Regions from separate parts of the Macaca mulatta genome. Here all the other regions are linked to region 2. The links are chromatin contacts, called in public Hi-C and Micro-C maps. All regions are on one chromosome and are shown on one strand. Each heading gives the region's core, a stretch centred on a gene start, on an enhancer-like site or on the middle of the called end of the contact. The rest is flanking DNA. Distances are from core to core; before and after follow the strand shown.

Region 1 (2,904 bases), core at 308-2,807, 49 kb after region 2:
AAAAGGTCATCACATGAGGCAGTTTAAGGGCATATTTGCCAGGAAACTGACCAAAGCTGACCTAACCTATTAGGCCTCAATGTCCTCATTTGTAAAATAGGATCATAATAGTATCCACCCCTGTAAGCTGTGCTGAGGACCTGAGGGCAGAGCATTTGGCACACAGTAGGCACATAATTGCTTAAAGAGGAATGTTGATGATAGTACTGATGTCATGCCTTTCTGGGTTAATACTTTAAATATCATTAAATACATAAATATATATCGATCTCTTTGTCCCCTCCAAAAGGGTTCCCAGCAAACAGTCTGAGGTGATGAGCAATGCTGTGGAAGGAGAGATATTCGTCTAACAGTTTGTCATTCACCAAGGGGTTTATATTTGTTACTATAAGAACTTTTGTGATTATTATGCATTGGGCTTCATTAATAATTCTGCTATGCAGAAAACAGCTTTACAGACAAGCAAGCTGCAGCTTAGGGACATTAGCAGTGCCCCAGGCGACACAGTGAAACAGTGGCCTCACAGCCTCGAGGCTCTCCTCGGTGTGATCGCTTTCCCCTGTGGGAGCTGACGCCTTTCTGTGGCTTCCTCTCCTTCCACCATAGCCAGAGGGGCAGTGTCAGGGAGTGTGAGAAAAGGGTGTGGACACTGAGGCCCAGACAGGAAAAGTCACCTGCTCAAAGTCACAGGCTCCTCTGCCCCTCACCTCCCATCAGGGGTCCCCCCTGGCACCCACTTTCTGCCCACCCTCCGCTCCTCCATCACCTCACCTCAGGTTCTCAGAGAGACAGCCTGTGCAGCAGAGAGCCCTAGGCTCCTTTGGGTCCCGGCAGACGGTGGGAGGGCACCCAAAGGGAAACTCATTCTCATCAGGGGCCGGGCGTGGGCTGCTGCCTGAGCTGGATGCCATCTCAGGGTCCCAGGCTGGCCAGAGGGCCTGTCTAAGTTGCTTCAGGACAGGGGACCAGCCCTGTGGAGTCCTGGCCTGGGCCTCACTCTCTGGTGAGTAGGAGCTCTGATGACTTTATCTTCTTCTCTCTGGCTTGTGTGGTTCAACGTCACAGCTGAGTCACAGCAGGGATGGAGCAGGAATTACCCTTTGTGGTGATAAAAATCCCCTGGATGGTGACTGAAGGCTTTAGGAGTGTCCAGTCATTTTTTTTTTTTTTTTTTTGAGAGTGAGAAAAAGCAAGAGAGCAAGTCAGAGAAAATGACCCGTGTCACAGACTCTCAGAAAGCACAGTGAGAGTTCCCCTGGCTGAGAATCGCAGGCTGCCGCTGGCTTCCCCCACCTCCCTGGGCACATCGGAGGAGAAGGCCATAGCTGGCCCCTGGTCTGTGTTCCCTGGCACCTCTGAGCAGCCTGGAATTCTCAGTGGGGGTGCTCACCTTCCTGGTGGAAATCCCCAGGGTGTTGAAGGCAAGTCCAAAATTTCAAGTTCTAGGCACTTTTGCTCTGCTCTGTGTGGAGTGTCTGGATGATCTCAAAGAGAAGTCACTTCCTCACAGTGGGTTCCGATGACCCCATCTGTAAAAAAGAAGTCGCAACAGGTGGCTTCTAGGCTGTAAGATTCTGGGACCCTATCTTGCCTGGGACTGAGGCAACCAGAAGGAGCAGGAAAGCCCTGATGAAATCCAAGGCCTTAGGACCACAGACTCCTCAGGGCCCTCCCTGCACCACCCCACTCAGGAAGTCATAGGTGGCTACATGCTCCGGTCAGGTGCCACCACTTTGCTGCCTCAAGGAGAACAAAGCATTAAACAACTACAAGATCACGGCAGCTGGTCTCAGCAGCCAAGTGGGACATAGATCCACGTTTGCAGGAGAAGTACACCTTGGAAACGATGGCTCCTGGCATGTGTACTGTGTGCTGGGCAACAGTTTCCCTCCAAATCCTTACAGCAACCTGCAAGGAATTCTTCTGCAGCTGTACATAGGGTCAGAGAAGCAAGATGCCTGGTCCAAAGGCACACAGCCTCTGGTGGTGGAGCAGGATTCACTCCAGGGCTGTGGGGCCCCAAGCTCTGTGCGTGTGATCTCTGATGGAGATCAGAGTACCCAGCTCTTGTCTCATCTATTAAATGGAGAAGACGATCCCTACATATCTTTCCATCGAGTTCAGCTGCTACAGAGGTTTTGCAAACTTTCACATTGGTTTCAGATCATGGGTTTTGAGGTCAGACAGAGCTGAGTTGAAATCCTGGGTCCACTGCTTACTAACTGCGGGCCCTGGGACAAAGTCCTTAACTTCTCTGAAACTCAGATTCTGCATCTGTAAAATGGGACAATAATACCTATTTCACCCAACTGTTGTGATGACTAAATGAGATCGTGGATCAAAGTGTGGTGTGTAGCCCAAGTGAAGTACTTGAAAGACTTTGACATTTGGCTCAGATGGTGACTACAGGCCTTCCAGCTCCTCAGAGAAAAGGATGAAAGTGGGACATTATGCTTACACTGTGTTTTCACATCTATCTACTGGAGCCTCACAGGTGGGCAGTGCAGGTCATCGGACCTGAGATACATTAAACTGCCCACCTGCCCTGGTGTAACACCGGGGCTGCCACAGGCTGGTGGCAAAGAGGGCACGGCATCTTACAGCCACAGTGTACATCAGGACCTTCACCCCTATAGCAAACGACCTCCAGGCCTGCATCAAGACCATGAGAAGACACTCCCTTTAACTGTGTACCCCATAGCTGCAAACTTTCCTACAGCCCTACCTGTTCCCTCCTTTCCCTGGGGTTTGAGATAAAACAAACACCCAAGACTTCTCTCCCCATCTGTGGGTCCCTTCTCTCCCCTCTGGCTTCAATACCACCCTCTCTACCTGTTCATTCCCACGGACATCAAAATGTGCCCAAGCTGCTCTAATAAGAAAAGGGAAAAATAACTAGTACTA
Region 2 (2,986 bases), core at 332-2,831:
GCTCGGCCCGCGGCTGCCCGGCCGAGTGTCCGCCAGTGGGGCCGGGGTCGGGGTCTCGGCGGGGGCGGGGCGGGGCGGGGGCGCCGCGGGGAGGAGGGGGAGGCGGCGGAGGGAGGGGCCGGGGCGCTCAGGAAGGGGCCCCCCGGGCGCGGGGCGCCATCTTTTTCGCGTTTTCCCGCGAATTATTGACGTCCCGCTTATGTAATTAGCGGGGGCCGCGCCGGCCTCGCCATTGGAGCCCGCGGCCGCCGGGCCCCGCAGCGCCGCCTGCCCCCGCCCACCCCGCGGGCGCGCATCCTCCGCGGCCACTATCCCGGACCTGGGCCCCCAGCCGAGAAGCGGCCACACCGCGGCGCACACGGAGACGCCAGGCAGTGCGCATGGCGCACACTGCCGCTCGCACACTTGTTGAGGAAACACAGCTCGGCGCGCAGGCACCGGCGGACCCTGGCACAGACACACAGCAGGGCGGCGCGGACCCTTGGCGCAGACAGGCAGACACAGACCCAGGACGGCCAAACGGGGCACACAACAGCTTGCACTCACAGCACAGGCGTTCGGCACAGAGACACAGCCCAAGCGTAATGTAGATACACAACACACAGTGCACAGCGCACAGACACAGGTCAGAACACACCGCAGCATGTACAGGACACACACCACAAAGAGAAGTACTGTACACACCAGCCATAGGCATAGATACACAAGGAGGAACACACTGTACGCAACAGACACACAACGGAACATGCATATAAGGTAGACGGACATAACACATAAAGCCACAACGCAAGAACAACACAGGCGGGCAAGAGACGCAAGTTTTCCTGAAAAGGGGGCATTCAGATAGGTTGTGGAAATAGGTTGGTGGGTGTGCCAGGGAATTTAGTGGGCTAACAATGCAATTTTTAAAATATGGGTTAAGAATATCAAAAGGCAATTCACAAAAGAGGAAACCTACATGGCCGAAAAATAGCCCCAAACAACAAACTGCATAGACAGTGCACAGAAATACATGGTACAATCGCAAATATATGCCACACGCATAACACGTCATGTAAATAAAGGGCACACAATGAAAGATAACATGCACAAAGTCATAGGAATGGCAGATGGAGGCAGTGGGCAGAGCTCCAATCACAGGGTCCCTGCCCTGGGGAGAAAAGGAAGACATGGTCTCACCCAGACTCACTCTTGGGGGAAGGGGGTAAAAACGCTTACCAATAACCCCACCCCCATCCTTGTCCTCAGTCCACCGCGCCCACTTCTGTGGCTACCATCCCACTCTGCAGACACCCCCACCAGACAGGGATGTGTCCTTTCATGGGTGTGGCCTGTGGCCAGCACCTTCCCCCAGAGCCTTCCCTATTCACTGTCAGTTGCTCAGTCTGGGCCCTCTGCCTCCTGGCCTTGGAGCATGATCTGTGCTGCCCCCCACCTCACCTTCTCAGCAGAGATCCAGGAATCCTCTCACCTCCTTCCTCATTTCCTTCCGCTCCTTGATCCTCCTGCTCTCACCTGCCTCACTGCCCCGTTCTGGATCCTGGGCCTCAGCAGAACCTAGCACTGCTGAGCACCTGCCTGAACCTGGAAGGAAAGCTTGGGAGCAGCCTCATGGCACAAAATCTCCCAATCCCGGAGAGCACATTTTCAAGTCCCAAAGGAGCCCTAGGATTGTGCTACTTAACCATGTTCTGCTCAGAGAACGTGTGTCCAACGCGGGTAGGGTTGATGATGGGAGCAGAACACTCCCACTAGCTTCTAAGCTGGCTGGGTCTGCCTTCAGGATGCTGGGGGACAGAGATGACAGAAGGAAGTGCTCACCTCTGAGGTTATAGGCCAGCTGCACCCACTACTGGCCATGGGAGCCTAAGTGTGTCACTTCAACTCTTTTTTTTTTTTTTAAACAATTCTTGCTCCTGAGACTTTAACTCTTAAGCCTCCGTGTCCTCACCTAAATAGAGTTCTTGGGAAGGTTAGAGTTAATATATGCAAAGCCCCTGGTGGCTGGTGGGTGTGCAGTAAGTGATCATTGTATTAATACTCTCTTAAGAAATTCTGTATTCAGAATCTTGATGGCCCCACTGTGTGGGACTAGAGCACGGGGATGGGAGACACACAGGTGGATGGGAGACAAGGGACTGGCAATCTCGTGGAGGAGGTGGTGTTGATGCATAAATAAATAAGGGGATTGTGCTGTGAGCTGCACATGGAATTGAATTGTCCTGGCTTCAAGTCCAGCTCTGCCTCTGAGCCAGGACGGGGTCTTGGGTTAGCTAGACCCTCCTACACCATGTTTCTTTGTTTAAAAGAGGGTAATAATACTATCCATCTCGTGGGGCTGTCGCATAAATGCTCAAATAAGACAATGAAGGAGCAGGTGCTTTTGTAAACTAAAAAGTTTGATACCAAAATAAGAAGTTAAAACACTACTGAACAGGAAATTATAAATGCCACGAGAAAGGTACAGTGTCACCAGTGATTGTTTAGAGGCAACTCTAACTTTGAATTGAGGAAAGAGAATAAGTTTCCCAGAAAAAGTAGCATTCAGTTAGGTTGTGGAAACAGGGAGGTGGGTGTGCCAGGTGGAGGGAGTTTAATGGGCTCATCAACGATCCAATTTTGAAAATACGGCTTAAGGATATCAACAGGCAACTCACAAAAGAGGAAACCTAAATGGCTAAAATAACCTAAAATGTGAAAAGATGTTCAACCCCATTGGCCACATGAGAGATGCAAATGAAGAGAACTGTGATACACCATTACACATCCACCAGATGGGCACGGTAGTCGAGTCTGTCAATACAGGGGAGTGGGGGGTGAGGATGTCGCACGGTGGGAACCCTCAAATGCCTATGGAGATATGAACTGGCAAAACGATTTTGGAGAACAGTTTGGCAACATGTAAGAAAGTGGAAGATACTCACAGCTACAATTCAATGACTCCACTCCAGTCATTCAGCACATAATTGTGAAAATTTAGAAATTA
Region 3 (2,827 bases), core at 132-2,631, 40 kb before region 2:
CTGCAATTTTCTTTTTCATTCAACAACACAGAAATCGTTCCATGTCCACATACATATATACATCTACTTCAACGTCTTAAATAACTGCATAGTGTTACAGAGTAGTAGCGCATAATTTGGAATCCCCTGTTAACGGATATTTAGATTGTTTCTAGTCTTTTGGTGTCACACACGATATGTTACAAATATTCTTGCATATAATACTGTAGGGTCCTCCAGTCGCCCCCTTTCTTTCTGTGTGCTGATGGAAAATCAGAGTGCCTTGATTGCTCTCTGACCTAGCCAGCAGCAGGTTTCCCTAGCAGGCTTGACCATAAACCCGGGGCCTTGAACATTCCCAGGCCTGATAAAGGTACCTAGGTTGTTGCCCAAAACACTGGAAGAAACTGGCCTCAATCCCGAGCCAAATTCCTTTAAACTCTCAACTAAACTCCAAACCCAGGAACACCTCTTTTCTCCCGGTGTCCGTCTTGATAATTTCTGCAGCCCTCCGTAGGTTCCCCCTAAACCCTTTTGGACTGATCGCCTTGGCATTCAGTGCTTCTTTCTCTGGCATCCCAACCAGCCACATCTCGGGAAGGTTTGAAGCACTCCCTTGTGGGAACTCCCTTGCCGCTGTTTTTGGGGCGATTCCAGCCTCGGGTTCGAAAGAACAAAATAACTGCACATTTTGTGCGCGTATACTTGCATTAAATTTTTGTAACAAGAATAACTGGATGAAAAGGCATGTGAATTTAAAATGGTGATGGTTCTTGCCACATTGCCAGGACAGGATCCTTTTAGAAGAGGTAACAAATCAAGAACCTGTACAAAGAGATGTGGAATGCTCCTTGTAAGTGGACAGCTTTGCTTTTCTCCTTTAATTTCTATCTGAAGGAGAAGGCAGTGCCTCACTGCTCAGAGGCAGCGAGGCCAGGCGACGGGAGAAAACACCCTGGGGCACTCCCAGAGGCTGAACCTGAATCCCGTCTCCTGCCCTCTGAACCTGGGATCCTTCCCTCTTTGCAAATTTCGGCTACTTTCCACCTTCCCTGTGACTGGGAAAAGCGCTGTTCTTGCCCTCAACCACTCTCGTGTCCATATTTAGGGGTGCCCCTCTCCTCGGCTCAAGGTCCCGGGGTCCTCTCACCTATGGTTCTCATCAAGCAGGGAGAAGAGCGGGCCGAGGCGCAGCTCCGCCGCTTGCTCGCGAAGCTCGTTGAGCGGCACTGCCTGCAGCACTGAGTGAAGAGCGCGTAGCTCCTCCAGCGGCGCTTCCAGCCTCGCTACCTCCCTCAGCAACGCCAAGGCCTGGGCCGCCATCTTGCCCCTCCCCACGCAGGGGTTGGCCAGCGGCCCGGTTCCCGGGGCGCTTCCCTGAACGTCGCGAGATCTGCTGATCACAGCCTCCTTGTCCCTGAGATTGCTATGGGGCTGCCAAGCCTCGCGAGAAGTGTCCGTTAGTGCCGTGTCAACTGTAGCCAGTGGCTGCGGCTCCCTCTGTCTGGCGTCATCTAGGGCGCTGCTCAGGAGATTGCGGAGGCCAGTTAGCCAGTTGGCTTACGTGTTTATCGCGTAGGGCAAGACTTGCCAAATTCCCAGCCAGCGGAGCGGCGAGGATGGGGACTTACGGGAAGTTAAAGAGCTTCGTGGGCGGCCTCGCGGCTCCAAAACCAGGCTCTAGGCGGCGGCGACCGCAGCCGTTAGGGAGGCCACCGCGGCTACGACCGCAGGTGAGGCCGCCCCAGGCGGAGCGGAGGCCTGGAGGGGAATCTTGATCCTGGGCCAGACACCTGTCAAGAGGAGGCGGAGCGTCGTGCCTCCAGGAAGACTGGATGAGTATTCTCCAGGAGCCGGACAAAGGCGTGAGTAATAGGGACGTGCGCCGCCTTGTTGGTGTTGATCAGTCCACCAAGGAGAAGCAGCTGTGGGCGCGGTGGCCGTGCCTGTAATCTCAGCGCTTTGGGAGGCCGCGGCGGAAGGATCGCTTGAGCCCAGGAGTTCGAAACCAGCCTGGGCAACATAGTGAGAACCCAGTCTTTACCAAAAAGAAAAAAAAGAAGAAGAAGAAAAAAATTAGTGCGGTGTGGTAGCACGCACCTGTAGTCTCAGCTACTCGGGAGGCTGAAGCGGGAGGCTCACCTAAGCCTGGGAGGTCGAGGCTGCAGTGAGCTGTGATTATGCCACTGCACTCCAGCCTGGGTGACAGCAAGACCCTGCTTCCCCAACACCTTGGCGCCCTCCCCCCACCCCAAAACCAAAAAAAACCAGTGTGGAAAGTTGGTCGCCCATCTGCTCCAAGCTGCTGTGTATTCCCGGTAATGTAAACATCGTGAAGGTGGAGATCCAGTTAACCTTTTAGGTGGAGGGCCAGATGGTAGAGGGCGACATCTGACCGGGAAGGCCATCTGCAACCAGGCCTAATATATCCACAGGGAACCTGTAGGAAACATCTGGGGAGGACAACCCAAATAAGTATCATGGGAGCAAGGGGTGGTTTGAGAACTTTAAAAATCGCTGCTGTTTTGCAATGTACCAGGTTGATGGGGAGGAAGGACCCTTAAATGCTGAGTGGGCACCGAGTATTCCAAGCAACTGGAGAGAGGCTATGTGCCTCAACAGGTCTTCAACACCAAGGAGACGACCCATCTTTTCTGTGCGTGCCTTCCTACTTTTGGGGCAAAAGACAAAACTCTGGAAAGCTTAGAGGAGGCTAAGGACAGGATTTCCCTCATTTTTTTTGTGGCAGTGCCTCAGGTGACAAAATGATAAAACCACTGCTGCTTTACAAAGACTCTAATCCCCCACTTGTCTTTCAGAAAGAGATAAACGCCTTCCTGTTTTCTTG

The links. A called contact is a pair of places that touch in the nucleus more often than the background predicts.
Region 1: a contact with region 2 is called in a Micro-C map of CD4 T cells, with 10 times the contacts expected there. The contact joins the promoter of TRAF1 here to the promoter of PHF19 in region 2. A contact is called at or near these places in 6 of 14 Hi-C or Micro-C datasets (CD4 T cells, blood, cortical neurons and 3 more).
Region 3: a Hi-C map of blood shows a contact between it and region 2, with 1.8 times the contacts expected there. The contact joins the promoter of PSMD5 here to the promoter of PHF19 in region 2. A contact is called at or near these places in 2 of 14 Hi-C or Micro-C datasets (blood and fetal cortex germinal zone).

Annotation. Positions count from the first base shown.
Region 1 is chr15:37,268,340-37,271,243 of T2T-MMU8v2.0, reverse strand. It overlaps TRAF1 (TNF receptor associated factor 1), which reads right to left and starts at 1,557. Exons shown (of 8, transcript NM_001265893.1): 1 at 1,391-1,557; 2 at 772-1,137. The coding sequence starts at 911.
Region 2 is chr15:37,317,702-37,320,687 of T2T-MMU8v2.0, reverse strand. It overlaps PHF19 (PHD finger protein 19), which reads right to left and starts at 1,581. Exons shown (of 15, transcript XM_077968195.1): 1 at 1,441-1,581.
Region 3 is chr15:37,357,511-37,360,337 of T2T-MMU8v2.0, reverse strand. It overlaps PSMD5 (proteasome 26S subunit, non-ATPase 5), which reads right to left and starts at 1,381. Exons shown (of 11, transcript XM_077968213.1): 1 at 1,130-1,381. The coding sequence starts at 1,302. It overlaps LOC106993618 (a long non-coding RNA gene), which reads left to right and starts at 1,489. Exons shown (of 4, transcript XR_013405630.1): 1 at 1,489-2,827.